Regions from separate parts of the Mus musculus genome. Here all the other regions are linked to region 2. The links are chromatin contacts, called in public HiChIP or PLAC-seq and promoter capture Hi-C maps. All regions are on one chromosome and are shown on one strand. The core of a region is the stretch at or near the end of the contact, and the rest is flanking DNA. Distances in the headings are between cores, read along the strand shown. Region 1 holds the start of Mrps24 (mitochondrial ribosomal protein S24). Region 2 holds the start of Emid1 (EMI domain containing 1). Region 3 holds the start of Urgcp (upregulator of cell proliferation). Region 4 holds the start of Aebp1 (AE binding protein 1). Region 5 holds the start of Pgam2 (phosphoglycerate mutase 2).

Evidence for each region. Promoter capture Hi-C pulls out the DNA fragments that hold promoters and counts their contacts. HiChIP or PLAC-seq counts read pairs in DNA pulled down with a chosen protein or histone mark.
Region 1: a contact with region 2 is called in an H3K4me3 HiChIP or PLAC-seq map of forebrain, with 5 times the contacts expected there. The contact joins the promoter of Mrps24 here to the promoter of Emid1 in region 2. A contact is called at or near these places in 5 of 39 promoter capture datasets (the HPC-7 cell line, embryonic stem cells, hematopoietic stem and progenitor cells and 2 more), 2 of 484 Hi-C or Micro-C datasets (bone marrow-derived macrophages and embryonic stem cells), 8 of 115 datasets of contacts at active chromatin or transcription factors (embryonic stem cells, forebrain, large pre-B cells and 3 more) and 2 of 9 other capture datasets (adipose tissue and embryonic stem cells).
Region 3: a contact with region 2 is called in a promoter capture Hi-C map of embryonic stem cells, with 2.7 times the contacts expected there. The contact joins the promoter of Urgcp here to the promoter of Emid1 in region 2. A contact is called at or near these places in 9 of 39 promoter capture datasets (the 3T3-L1 cell line, the C10 cell line, embryonic stem cells and 5 more), 1 of 115 datasets of contacts at active chromatin or transcription factors (trophoblast stem cells) and 1 of 9 other capture datasets (embryonic stem cells).
Region 4: a promoter capture Hi-C map of liver shows a contact between it and region 2, with 4 times the contacts expected there. The contact joins the promoter of Aebp1 here to the promoter of Emid1 in region 2. A contact is called at or near these places in 11 of 39 promoter capture datasets (3T3-L1-derived adipocytes, cranial neural crest, frontonasal cranial neural crest and 7 more), 1 of 115 datasets of contacts at active chromatin or transcription factors (double positive thymocytes) and 2 of 9 other capture datasets (adipose tissue and pancreatic islet).
Region 5: a promoter capture Hi-C map of pre-B cells shows a contact between it and region 2, with 2.9 times the contacts expected there. The contact joins the promoter of Pgam2 here to the promoter of Emid1 in region 2. A contact is called at or near these places in 9 of 39 promoter capture datasets (cranial neural crest, embryonic stem cells, hematopoietic stem and progenitor cells and 4 more), 1 of 484 Hi-C or Micro-C datasets (embryonic retina) and 1 of 115 datasets of contacts at active chromatin or transcription factors (kidney).

Annotation. Positions count from the first base shown.
Region 1 is chr11:5,706,416-5,709,159 of GRCm38.p6, reverse strand. Mrps24 (mitochondrial ribosomal protein S24) reads left to right here and starts at 1,459. Exons shown (of 4, transcript NM_026080.3): 1 at 1,459-1,536; 2 at 1,605-1,673; 3 at 1,751-1,862. The coding sequence starts at 1,498.
Region 2 is chr11:5,150,787-5,153,550 of GRCm38.p6, reverse strand. It overlaps Emid1 (EMI domain containing 1), which reads left to right and starts at 1,321. Exons shown (of 15, transcript NM_080595.3): 1 at 1,321-1,429. The coding sequence starts at 1,329.
Region 3 is chr11:5,739,767-5,742,466 of GRCm38.p6, reverse strand. It overlaps Urgcp (upregulator of cell proliferation), which reads left to right and starts at 1,291. Exons shown (of 6, transcript NM_178623.3): 1 at 1,291-1,370. The coding sequence starts at 1,357.
Region 4 is chr11:5,860,447-5,863,146 of GRCm38.p6, reverse strand. Aebp1 (AE binding protein 1) reads right to left here and starts at 1,281. Exons shown (of 21, transcript NM_009636.3): 1 at 749-1,281. The coding sequence starts at 995.
Region 5 is chr11:5,802,383-5,805,082 of GRCm38.p6, reverse strand. Pgam2 (phosphoglycerate mutase 2) reads left to right here and starts at 1,287. Exons shown (of 3, transcript NM_018870.3): 1 at 1,287-1,808; 2 at 1,904-2,084. The coding sequence starts at 1,395.

The DNA.
Region 1 (2,744 bases), core at 210-2,709, 560 kb before region 2:
ACGCATTTGTCTAGGAGTTGACTTATTTCTAAGAATGACCAGTTAGTTCCTGGTCATGGTCTTTTATTTTGAGACAGGGTTTATTTACTCTGTAGCCTTGGAGCCTGGAGCTCCATATGTAGACCTTGAACTGATAAAAGATCCATCTGCCTCTGCCTTCCAAGCACTGACATTAGAGTGTAAGTGTCCACTCCCATGGATGCTTTGAAGGAGTTCCCAGCCAGGTGTGGTGGCACACCCCTCATCCCAGCACTTCAGAGGCAGAAAAGGTGGATCTTTGTGACTTTGAGGCCAGCCTGGTCTATAAATTGAGTCCAGAATTTGTTACACAGAGAGCCCTTGTCTCAAAAACAAAAACAAACAAAACAAAACAGTCCCCCAAAACAAAAAACCAAAGCAAAACAAAAAATCCCTTCATTCAATATTTTGTTATAATGAGAGTCAGACTCTAGAGTCCATGTGCTTTCTTTAGTAGAGTGAGTTCTTCACGATTCTATTCCCCCCTTGCCATTAATAATTACTCAATAATAATTACAACGACATTGCTCTAGCCTCATAAATTTCCTTGCCATTTAAAATTTTCTTCCTTGGGTGGCTCCACCGCAGAAATAGACCCTCAACACACTGCCTCTTTACTTTAAATGATTAGGAGCCAACCCAGCAACCCCTTTTCTGGGATCTGCTCAGCATGAAGGCAAATGACTATTCCCAGCCCAAAGGAGGCTGACGCTGTCATATTGGATATTCCTGGAGAGTACGCGGTCTCAGGTAGGAGCACAAGCACGGAACAGCGGGGCCTGAGGGCCGGCGCGTTTTCTCTTCAATTCTCTAGAGGACATTGAAGCTGTTTCTACCACCTCTCTATGAGGATAAAAACTTCATGGCTTTTGTTTGTTTGTTCTGTTTTGCCAGAACGGGTTTCTCTCTGTAACTCAGACTCTCCAGGAACTCGCTTTGTAGACCGGACTAGGCTGGAATTCAGAGACCCACCTGCCTCGGCCACCCGAGTGCGGGGATTAAAGGCGTGCGCCACCATGTCCAGCTACACCTCAGTTTTGTTTTTTTTTTTTTTTTTTTTTTTTTTTTTTAAAGATTTATTTATTTATTATATGTAAGTACATTGTAGCTGTCTTCAGACACTCCAGAAGAGGGAGTCAGATCTCGTTAGGGATGGTTGTGAGCCACCATGTGGTTGCTGGGATTTGAACTCTGGACCTTCGGAAGAGCAGTCGGGTGCTCTAACCCACTGAGCCATCTCACCAGCCCCACACCTCAGTTTTATATCACCAAATTTTCGCATTTAAAACCCAACACCAGGTCCGACCAAGGACTAGCTGACAGTATCAGGAAAATTGCAGGACGTCCCACACTCCGACCCACGCCACGCCCTCTCCCTCGCCACGCCCCGCCCCCGCCCGTGTTCCCGTTAGTTCCTGCTCTGAGGCCCCGCCTTCCTGCGGCTGCGCACTGACGCGTCCCGGGTCGCGCCGGCCCAAGATGGCGTGGTCCGCGTCGGTGCGCGGGCTAGGGCAGCGGGTGAGTGGGCCGCGGGCGGGAGGGCTGGGGCGCCATCCGGTGTCCGCTCACTCCCCGCCTCTCCGCAGGTGCTGGCCTGCAGCCGGGAGCTGCCTGGCGCCTGGCGCACCCTGCACACCTCCGCGGTCTGCGCCAAGGTGAGTGCGGCGGCCGGGTCTGGGGGCCGCGAGGGCGGCTGGGCTGGGTCTCCCCGTGACCGCACCTTCGCTCCTAGAATCGGGCGGCGCGAGTCCGCGTGGCCAAGGGGAACAAGCCGGTGAGCTACGAGGAGGCGCACGCCCCGCACTACATCGCACACCGAAAGGGCTGGCTGTCGCTGCACACAGGTGAGGGCGCCTGGGAAGGACTGCCACCCTGGTGGCACGGGTCACTCTTGAACGTACTCTTCAAGGCAAAGAGCCGAACTTTTGGGTGGGAGGCCGGGCGTGACGGCGAACGCGCTCGGGAGGCCGATCTTGAGTTTAAGGCCAGGTAAGGTTACTTACTGAGACCCTGTCACATTTAGTTAGGGGACTGGAAAGATTGCTAAATGCTGTGCCGCTCTAGCATGAGGGTGCAGCCTAGCTCCTAAATGAGCACTTGGTGCCACAGCTCAAGGGGTGTGAGGGTGAAGGAGATATTTGGTTCTTGGGGGTCACTGGCCAGCCAGTCTTGGAAGAGCAGCTGTTTTGCTAGAAAATAAACGAGCAGCAAATAGTGATAGAGGAAAAACATTGGCTGTTAACCCCTGGTCTTCTCCATGCGTCTGTCAAGGGAGCAAGCCTGCACACACACTGTACATGTTACCGACAACAGAACATATGAGTGATGGGCATATTAGGATGGTGAAAGAAAGGAATTCTTGCATATTGAAAGGAATTTGAATATTTCTTGCTAAAGTCTCATTTGAGCCTCCATAGAACAGTATTTGCATGCTTACAAACAAGGTTTGACAGTGCTTTTTTGGCAAGCCATAATTTACAGATGTGTAATAGCCCGGAGGCGATGCGGTAGTGAAGTCTACATAGGATCCTAGACCTGGAAGAGTGTGCCCTATGTAATGCGGTGTTCACCCAAGTACAAAACTGCAGGAATGTGCTACAGTCTTCATGGCTCACAGAACCCGTATTTTTAGGCTTTTTTTTTCTCCCCCTACTTCCTATTTTGTATTTTTCTTGTTCATTTCCATTTCAGTATGCATGTTGTGTGTGTATATGTATGGATGTGTT
Region 2 (2,764 bases), core at 72-2,571:
TAGAGCTGGGCACAGTATCGAACCCAGCATGCAGGAGGCAGAGGCAGACAGACCTCTGTGAAATGAAAGCTAGCCATATTATATATGTGTGTGTGTGTGTGTGTGTGTGTGTGTGTGTGTGTGTGTGTATTTGTTCCAGACCAAGCCAGGACATATAGAGAGCTCATCTAAAAGAAAGAAAGAAAGAAAGAAAGAAAGAAAGAAAGAAAGAAAGAGAAAGAAAGAAAGAAAATCATACTTCATATACACACATATGTACATATATGTGTGTACATATATGTACATATATGTGTGTACATATATGTACATATATGTGTGTACATATATGTACATATATGTTCATATACACACATGTTCATATACACACACATGCACACGTGTACACAAACATGATATGCATGCATACAGGCATCTCACGTGTACACAGACATACATGCATACACATGCCCACCACACAAACACATACATTGTTCATTCAAATATGGCGTACATAAGCAAATACTGCCCATGCTCACAAACACATCGTGTACACACAGATTCAGCACATACATGTTTACAGCGCCGTGCATGCATACAACATTATCCATGCACACAAATAGTCTATCATGTCAGCACAGGCAAACTCCTCGCACCTGCTATGCCGCGTGGAATGTGCCTGAGTCCCACCCAGGCCCTCTGCTCTCAGCCAGTCCTTACCTTAGGGAATGGGAAATTGAGGCCTATGCCAAAATGCTGTCTACACTTGTGCTTAGACCCCAACACTGAGATGAGGGGATTGTGGGTCTGGGGTTACTCTGCCAGAGTGCTCTGGGCCTTAGTGTCTCCCTGTAAAACAGGTATAAGGGTCACTGCACTTAGGGGACGCGGGAGCACCTGAGCCTCGGGTTTCTCCTCCGTAACATGGGCGACCTAGCCAGCCCAACACGGAGTGATGAAAGCTTTAGTCAGGGCAGGATGTATGGGGTGAGATGCCTGGGACAATGGCACAGCTCGCGCAGGAAGCCTGTGTTAGGTCGATGGGAAGATCCTGTGTGTTTCGGGAACCCAGTTCCGCAAAGATGTCAAAGATGTGCGTCCAGAGGCGATCGCTCTGGAGTGGTGGGTTCAGGTCCTGGCAGCGTTGCGGGGACGAGGGGGCGGGTGCGGCCAGGGCCTCAGTTTCCCAGTCTGCGGCTCAGGTGGGCACCTGGAGGGCGTCCTGGCGGGGGCGCGGACGGCTTCCGGGTTGGCGGGGGGCGGGGGGCGAGGGGCGGGCGAAGCCGAGCGCCCCCGCCCTGCTCCGCCCGGAACCGGCTCTGCGCGCCCGCGGCTGCGGTGGGGACGACAGCATGGGCGGCCCGCGGGCCTGGACGCTGCTCTGCCTCGGGCTCCTGCTCCCGGGAGGCGGCGCCGCGTGGAGCGTCCCGGGCGCCCGGTTCTCGGGTCGCAGGTAAGTCTCCCCTAGCTCTGTGCAATCCCAGCACTGGGGTGAGGGAAGCAGACCCCAGCTCCGTGCAACCCCGAGACTGGGACAGGGACCCGACCCCAGCTCCGTACAATCCCGCGACTGGGGCAGAGACCCGATCGCAGCTCTGTGCAACTTCAGGGTCTGGGACAGAGACCCGACCCCAGCTCCATGCAACCCTAGGACTGGGACAGAGACCCGACCCCAGCTCCTTGCAATCCCGGGACATCGGAGGCAGTCCGAGACTGTTGCAGGGGCTCCATCGCTCATCTCTATACCATAAGCAGTGGGAGCAGGGGTTTGGCACGCTGTGCTCAGGATAGCCGGCTCACCTACTTCTGTGTGAAAGAACAGACGGCCTCCCCTACTGAGATCCCGGAGGCCCCAGAAGGTGGACCCATGGCAATGCAACAGAGCTTCCCAGGACTTCTGTGGGTCTCGCCCAAGCCCCCCTTCCCTTCATGTACATGTAAAATGCCAGGATCACCCCTTAGCCAGCCCTTCAGGAATCCCCTCTCTTTTCCCCTGCTACTGTCTTTTTCTTCTTTCTTTCTTTCTTTTTTTTTTTCTTTTTTCTTTTTTTATGTCCCAGCTATTTATTTCACTCGGAGGAAGGACTGGGGTGGAGACTGCACAGTGGGTCAGTGTCAGAGGCCCCCTGGGACCTGGCATTTGGTTGGACCTCCCAAAAGCCTATGACTCTCTGCCGGCCTTTGTGGAGTGTTTCCCAGGATCGGGTCCTGTGGGGCTTTTTCTAGACAGTGCCTTCAAGACTGGAGGATGTAGGGAAACTTGTCCCCACTCAATAGAGGGGCAAACTGAGACTAATGTGCTCGTGGTGGGTATTCATGGAAGAGCTGGGATTCAGCTCTCCCTTTCTGGACTCGATGGCAGAGTTTGAACCTGCCCTGGCCCCTGCTCTGCCTGTAGCCCCTGCCCCTGTCTCCAGGACAGACAATGTGGACTAACCAGGCCTCTTAGGCCTTTCAGCCCATTCAAAGGCCCGTGAGGGCCCCACCCCCCTGTGGCCTCACTTCTTTCTTTTTAGAAGTTTCCCTTTCTTGTGGTCAGAGGCCAGCAACCCCCCCTGGGAGCTAGCAAAAGCAGGTGACCGGGTAGAGCAGGCTCAGGGGTAGAAGTGGCTGAGGCAGCAGAGGTCAGGCAGTTAGCTGTCTGAGATGGGAACAGCCGAGTGGCAGATGTGGCAGATGCCACAGCACCCCTACAGTGTGCCAACCACAGCTGGTGTGGGCTGGCACTTTTCCTGCATCCATTGCTTCTAGAACCTTCCCAGCTGCTATCTAGGCTTGCTTCTCTCTG
Region 3 (2,700 bases), core at 42-2,541, 590 kb before region 2:
CGGTGCTTTATAATCTCTTTGGTGTTTAATATTCTTTTTTTTTAAGATTTATTTATTTTATTATCTGTAAATACACTGTAGCTGTCTTCAGACACTCCAGGAGAGGGCGTCAGATCTCATTACCGATGGTTGGGCGCCACCATGTGGTTGCTGGGATTTGAACTCAGGACCTCTGGAAGAGCATTCAGTGCTCTCAACCACTGAGCCATCTCTCCAGCCCGGTGTTTAATATTCTTAGTGGTGAAGAGAATACTATCTCAATGTTGGGCCCTGCCCCGCATGGTGGTGCACACTTTTAATCTCAGCACTCTGGAGAAAAAGCAGGCAGGTGGAACTCCATGAATTCAAGGCCATCCTGGTCTACACAGCAAGCTCTTGGCAGGACAGTGTTAAACAGAGAACCTGTCTCAATGAAAATAAAGAAAAAGAACTTGAAGGTAGGAAGGTGGGGAGGAGCTGGGAAGGGAAATTATAGTGACACATAGTTTGTATTTTTTTTCTCATTTTCTCAACAGTTCATTACTACCGTTTGATTTGATTTTACTGGTTATGAGTTCTGAAATGACATGATTGGACTAATGCTTTTATGTCACAGAAAGGAAAATGCACTGTATGAAAAAAATAAATTGAAAAAACAACTTAATGTGATAACACAAAAATGCCACCAGCAGTGGTTTGCACTGCATAGTCCAGAGTTTGTTTCTTTAAATTAGGTATTTTCTCTTAAAAGATATAATTTGTCTTTGAAACTAATTTAGCAGGGGCTGGAACCAAGCCTCAAAATTTTACATGCCTAAATATTCATAGCTTGTAGGTGATTCTGGGAAACCCCACTGCACAAGTTCTAAACTTTTTATTTCTATGTAATACAAGATAAGGCTTAATATACACACTTAAAAAAAAAGTGGGAAACCAGCTCAGAGGCCAACATTACTCCACCCCGCTGCGAACTAGTAGCAGGAGAGATGTTGTTTTCCTTTAGAACAGCAACACTGTACACCCCAGAGGTAGAGGAAAGTGCGTTTCTTACAGAAATTAACATCAGAATGCGGGGACTAGAGGGTGGTGTCCAGCAGTCTGGCAGCTGTCAGTGGCCCCAGGGCAGGTCTGGCTCCGCAGGTGAGTTCCAGCCTCCGGGCAGCGGGCCGGCCTGGCCGGTGGCTGCCGTAGGTAGTGCTCTGGGCCCAGGGCGTCCTCTCCCTCGCCCCAGGCGCCCGCCTGCCCTCCACTGAGCTCAGCCCACGGCGCCCGACGCCCTAACGGAGCGGGCGGGGGCGGCCTACAGGCCCCTCCCCGGCGCCCGGCGGCAGCCGCGCAAGCAGCGGAGGAGGCGGGAGCGCCCAGGCCGCTGCGCTCATGGCGTCGCCGGGGTGAGTGAGGCGCTCCGGGTGTGCGGGGGGCGCCTGTTGGGCGAGGGGCGGGCGGAACTGTGCGTGTCCACCACCCGGCGCCCCCTTGGCCTCGGCCGGACCCCGGCTGACTCTGTCCCGCCAGGTGCCTGTCCACGACCCGCGGCCTCCCCCGCCGACCTTGGGCGGTCGTAGCCGGGCCAGGGTCTCCCGGCAGGGCCGCGGGCAGGACCAGCCAGGACAGCGGCCGGTCAGGGCCGGAGAAACGGGTTCTGGAGAGGGGCAGCAAGGAAGCTGCGGGAGGGGACTCGGGGTCCTAGGGCTCGGCTGAGGCCGCAGAGCGGCTTAGCAGGCCTGACGTGTGTTTCTGGCGTTTAGACTTGCTTGCGTTGGAAGTTGATGCTTGGGTTCACAGTCATTAGGGGACATCCCCAGGCTGTCCCACGTCAGGGCAAGTGGGGCTCAGCTGGACTGGACCCTTGTCCAGAGTGAAAAAGCGGATTCGGGATCTAAGACTGCCTGTGTTGGGGTGGGGGTGGGGGTGCTTCTGTGGGATGGCTACACTTGTTCTGGTATTACCTCTTTCCTAGTGCTCGTTCTCTCTCCCAAATAGTGTTCTTAGGAAATTATATAGTGACACATAGTTTGTATTTTTTTCTCATTTTCTCAACAGTTCATTACTACCGTTTGATTTGATTTTACTGGTTATGAGATCTGAAATGACATGATTGGACTAATGCTTTTATGTCACAGAAAGGAAAATGGGTCTCAAGGTCATCGCTATAGGTGGTAAACATCTTTTTGACTGTACGCCATCATTCAGAGGGTCTCAGACCCAGTAGTACTGGTAGCAGCCCACGCTGTGTATCATTGCAGTTAGAAGACTTACAGGTGCAGGAGGACTTCTGGGGGAAGCATGTAGAAGTTAGCTCTCCCACAAAGGCAGACTTCACTATGCTAGGGAGTGATTTGGCTCGGTACAGTGGTCTGAATGAAGGTGAATGAAGCAATCTGAACTTGATCCAGGCCTGCAGGCGCCAGTCAGATCATGGGCAATTTCCACCTGCCTAATGCCTTTCTAGGCTCGAGGGCAAGCAGGCACTTCTGAGACCAGGCCTTTTTCAATGCCAGCTGGGTATCCAGTACTTTGAGCTCATAAGGAGAATAAACTGTGATCCATCCTGGGCAGGCCAGGCTTTGGACCCAGAGGGCCAAGGTCCCTCTACATTCTTGCCCAGCCTCATAGGAAAGTGTAAGGCAGTGTTTGAGCCTGTGGCAGCTGCCATTAGGCTTGTAAGACAGCTTAGTACATTTTGTGTCTAAACACACTGCTTTGTAGACAGGGGTTGGA
Region 4 (2,700 bases), core at 32-2,531, 710 kb before region 2:
ACACACAGGCAGCTGGCTGAAACACAGGGAATACAGCAAAACATGCAGCAGGAGCAGGGTCACTTGGCAATGTCCAGAACGTCTTGGTTGCTGGAGGCAAAGTGTGCAGGGAGGTGAGGGTAGGGAGAGCAGGACAGATCTACAGCAGTGGGGGCCGGAGGGGGAGTGGCTGACCTCAGGAATGATGAATGGTGCCTTACAGTCTCCTGGGAGAGAGATCACAAGATCCGTTGCCACTCTCCAGAGGGCCATGAAAAACAGCTAAGATTTACTGACAACGATTGCATAAGAGGCTCGGGGTTGCATGCCTCCGGGATGCTATCACCTCGCTTAGTTCTGACCATCTCAGACTGCCCACTTTCACCTGGAAGTCTTCCTCACCCCGCTCCCCTGTCTGTGTTCCTGTGGGAGAAGAGGAGGCAAGCAGATGCCTAGGCTTGAAGCTTGCCACTAAGAGACTAGGGCCAGTTCGGAGAGGCGAATCACAATTTCCCACTCGTCCAAACCTACACTCTCTTGAGACCTGGGATGAACAACTTGGGCGACCTCAAAAGCCCAGCGCCACCCTATGCTGAACACACACCTCCAGGTTTCCAAACTCCAGGACAGAACTGCTGCCTGGCAGTGTGTTGCCTTGCGTTGCCTTGGAGAGACATTCCTCACGGGGCAGCATGGGAAGTGGCTAGACCCTCCAGAGCCCCTGTATGCTCACTTGATGCCATGGCCACCCATGTCACCAGGTTCTCACCTTCTACATCTGCCCGCTGCTTGCCCCCTGCCTTGGATTTGCGGGGACGCTGGGTGGGTTCGGGAAGCGGCTGGACTTCCACGTCGTCTTCCCGGGGCGGGGACTGGGTCTCCAACTCCGAAAGGAAGCCTTCGAGGAACTCCTCGATCTCGTCGTCCGTCAGCACCGTCTGTGGGTTCCCCTCAGGGCACAGCGTCAGCAGTGCCAGGAGGCCGCAGAGCAGGGATGCGGTGCGCACTGGAGCCATGGCTCTGGGCACGCGCGGGAGCCGGGCGGGCTTGAGCAGGGACTTGGGTGGCAGGGGCAGCGCCCCGCGTAGGGGCGGGAAAGGGCGCGAGGAACGTGGGCGTCAAGGGTATCCAGAAAGCGGTGGGAAAGGGAGATTCAAGGAGAGCAAGGGGCTCCAGGAGAGGTTCTGGCGGGCCCAGCTCCGGCAGCAACTGGGCGCTCCTGCCCCGCGTGGCTGGCTCTCACGCGGACCGCCCTCCAGAGCGCTTGCGACGGCCTGGCCGGGGCGGGGGCTTCGGGTTTCCGGAGGGGGAGGAGGAGGAGCCGGCCTTGGACCGGGGGCTGCGGGGGAGGGAGGCGGAGCAGCACGGAGCCCAGACTAATAGCAGCGTCAGCGCCCAGTTTAGAGGGTCTGGGTGCAGGGCGCCTAGCGGGGAGGAAGGCCTGGGAGAAAAGAATGCAACAGTTATGGGGAAGGGAGTGTGCGGAGTCTAAGGAGACCTGTGCTCTAACCCGCTGTGCCCTTTGCTCTGAGCCCAGGGAGATTGCTAGGGGAGGGAGGGAGTAGGGCCCTCGAGGGTACTGGCGATCACCTCCTTTCCACTTTCTGGAGGTTAGCTCTTCAAAGTGTCACCTGCTGTGTGCTTGCACAGGTGTCACCTTTGTCCAGTTATCACCAACATCCCAGGTCTTTGGAGCCAATTTTTGCGAGGAAGGCTGTGAAAAGCTGTTCTCAGCAAGCTGCTGTCCTTATGGAGATAGGAGCCCCACTTCAGAGCTCAGGGCTCAGGTCCCAATGTGGAGTAATAGCTATTTCTCTCCTTCCTCTGACCAGAAGCGGTTAAAACAACAAATTGTTTACAACAGCTTCAGCTATGGCTTCTAGAATACAAACGTTGGCTGGCTCATAATGGCCATCATAGCTAAGCCCAGGAATGCCAGAGCATTTACCCATGAAGGATTAAAGATGTGAACGTGGGCTTGTAGCAGCCATAGGTCCAGGGCAGTGGCAGGCAGCTTTCAACCAAGGTGGGGAGGCACTCTGATAAAAAAGAATAGCGACCCCCAGATGATTGACATGGGAAAGTTTACATCTCAGCTGGAAGAGAAAAAAGAAAAAGCAGGTCAAGAAACACCAACACGATGCCACCTCCTCAGTCTTTCACCCTCACCCTCACCCTCTCTGTCCAGCATGAGCAGGGAGAAAAAGGGGAAATTTTCGGGTACTGGGCTCTGTAACCCACTGCTCTCAGGGAGTAGGCAAGCCCCTCCCGGCAGTCTCCTTTCTGGCTCTCCTTGAGGAAGCATGGAGACTATGCCAAGAACTGATGTGTGTGTGAGTGTGTGTGTGTGTGTGGGGGGGAGGGTCTAACCCATCTTAGCCCTCCTAGCTGTCTGACTCAGCAGGGGAACTCCGTGTCCACAACTTACTATACGCATATTAAATGGACCACCTTTCTGGTTTATTCGATTTTTTTGAGACAGAGTTTCTCTGTGTAGCTCTGGCTGTCCTGGAACTTGCTCTGTAGACCAGGCTGGCCTCGAACTCAGAAACCCACCTGCTGCTGCCTCCCAAGTGCTGGGATTAAAGGTGTGCACCACCACTGCCCGGCTAAATGGACCACTTTGTGCTGTGCCTAGCACACACGATCAGCCCTTGCATCCCACAGGCTGTTGGTCCTCATCCACTTTGCTCCCCCTCCCCCATCCCGGGACAATCCTCT
Region 5 (2,700 bases), core at 38-2,537, 650 kb before region 2:
GCCTGGTCTACATAGCAAGTACCAGGCCAGCTAAAGCTGCATAGTGAGAGCCTGTCTTTAAAACAACACAGGGGGCTGGGCAGTGGTGGGGCACGCTTTTAATCCCAGCACTCGGGAGGCAGAGGCAGGCAGATTTCTGAGTTCGAGGCCAGCCTGGTCTACAAAGTGAGTTCCAGGACAGCCAGTGCTATACAGAGAAACCCTGTTTTGACCCCTCCCCCCCGCCAAAAAAAAAAAAAAAAAAAAAAAACAACATCAGAGGGGTGACAGTGGTGCATGTCTTTAATCCCAGCACTTGGGCAGGGGGTAGGATTAAAGGTGTGCACAACCAGGTTCTAAAATGTCTTTAAGTTTATTTTTAATTGTGGGTAGGAAATGTGCACATTAGTGCAGGTATACACTGAGACCAGACCTGTTGGATGCCCCTGGAGCTATAGTTGCAGGTAGTGGTGAGCTGCCCAATGTGGGTACTGGAGATTGTATCTGGGTCCTTTGGAAGTGCTCTTGAGGAGCCATCTCTCCAGTCCCTTAGGGTGTTCTGTTTTTTACTGGTACCTCAACCCAGTGTACCCTTCCTGTAGGGCTCCCAGCTCTGCCCTCAGTGTTCTTCTAGCTCACCTGAGTATCATCTGGGGAGCTGTCTCATCCTGTGCACCTCTCAAAGCAACTGCTCCTCATCCTCCATACTTAGTGGGGTGGGGGTATCTGCCTGGTAAAACGTGTGTGCTCACTCCGTCTCACCAACACAGCAACACAGACAATGCATGTACGCTGGGACAGGCACCTGGGCAGAGAACAATCACTGTTGCAGACACGCCTACTTATTTACTTACACACTGACCTCTTTGTATGGATATCTTATACATACCCTTGACCTTGACACTAGGCTAGACTTCTTCCTGAGATGCGCTTGTTCTTAATTGTATTAAGAGACTGAAGAGAGATTGCAGCTTGAGTCACACAATTCAACTCTGTCTTTAAACATATGTATATATCAGAAAAGGGCCTGGAATAGTTGTTTCTACCCGATCAGGAGAGGGCCAATTGTGATTGAAAGCTGCTGATGTCAAGAGTGTCTCCACATGGAGAACACCCCCAGGTTGACTCCTGCCCTTCACCCTGGTCCAGTTCTGCAGCCCCATGCGGCTTGTTACCAGGTGCCAGCTGGTTATGGGGCTTGTCATCTGAGCTGATGATTTTGTGAGACTATTTTTAAGTTCAGCTCCTTGGACTACACCCCACCCCCAGTTCTGCTACTGGTTGCCTGCCTCTGCCTGTATCTCCTGGAATGCTGATTGGCAGTTAGGGCTGGGGTGGGGGCTGGGAAAACTGTTATAAAGCCTAAAGGGCCAAGCAAGCAGCTGCCACCTAGAGTTCCTGTGTCCCCCGCCACCATGACCACCCACCGCCTAGTAATGGTTCGCCACGGTGAGAGCTTATGGAACCAAGAGAACCGTTTCTGTGGCTGGTTTGATGCAGAGCTGAGTGAGAAGGGAGCAGAGGAGGCCAAGCGGGGGGCCACCGCTATCAAAGATGCCAAGATAGAGTTTGACATCTGCTACACGTCGGTGCTGAAGCGGGCAATCCGCACCCTTTGGACCATCCTGGATGTTACGGACCAAATGTGGGTGCCCGTGGTGCGTACCTGGCGCCTCAATGAGCGGCACTATGGTGGCCTCACAGGCCTCAATAAGGCTGAGACGGCTGCAAAGCACGGGGAGGAGCAGGTGAAGATCTGGAGGCGTTCCTTTGACACCCCACCACCACCCATGGATGAGAAACACAACTACTACACCTCCATCAGCAAGGTGGGCCAGATGCCGGGAAGCTGGAAGGTTGGGAGCCCAGGGGGGAGGGCTACCCAGTAAACAAAAGCGAAATGTTCCTGTGCCCTTGTCCCCAGGACCGCCGCTATGCAGGCTTGAAGCCTGAGGAGCTGCCTACCTGTGAAAGTCTCAAGGACACCATTGCCCGGGCTTTGCCCTTCTGGAATGAGGAGATCGCACCTAAGATTAAGGCTGGCCAGAGAGTGCTTATTGCAGCCCATGGGAACAGCCTTCGGGGCATTGTGAAACATCTGGAAGGTGAGGCCTACTCTCAGGAAAGATGTGAGACAGAAACCACTGCGGTTCATTGGTTTCAGCTATTTTACAGATGTCAGGGTTTCAGAAGTTGATGGAGGCAGGAGTTTTGTAATACTTTGTGTTGTCCCATTTCCAGTTATGTAGTCAGCACAGACAGCATAGCTGAGGCACCCCACAGGAGCTGATCATAGGTAGAGCAGGCTTCTGGCACCCACTGGGGAAAGAGGTCAGAGCTCTGGCCATCAACGCCAAGTATTGGCTTCCTGCTGAATCAAGCCACTTGAGCTGTTATAAAACTCTTGCTCTCTCTCCTGGTGCTGCCTGCATTTCCTCTTTTTCTCTCAAGTCTATGTACAAAGTGCCTTGACTCTGAGGCCCCTTTGCCTCAGGTACAATACATAGTCCATCCACCCACACAGACCTGAACCATGTGTTCCCCCACCTCTCAGTCTTCTATAGGCTAAAAAAAGGCAGCAGAGTGCAGAAATATGGAGCTACTTAAAATCTTAGGCCTGTGGTGGTGCTCCTAACTGAAGAGCAAGGGCTAGTAGACAGGCCTGGAAGGGGGGCATAGCAGTGTAGGGAGGTTACCAATTATGGTCCCAACTGGGTCGTA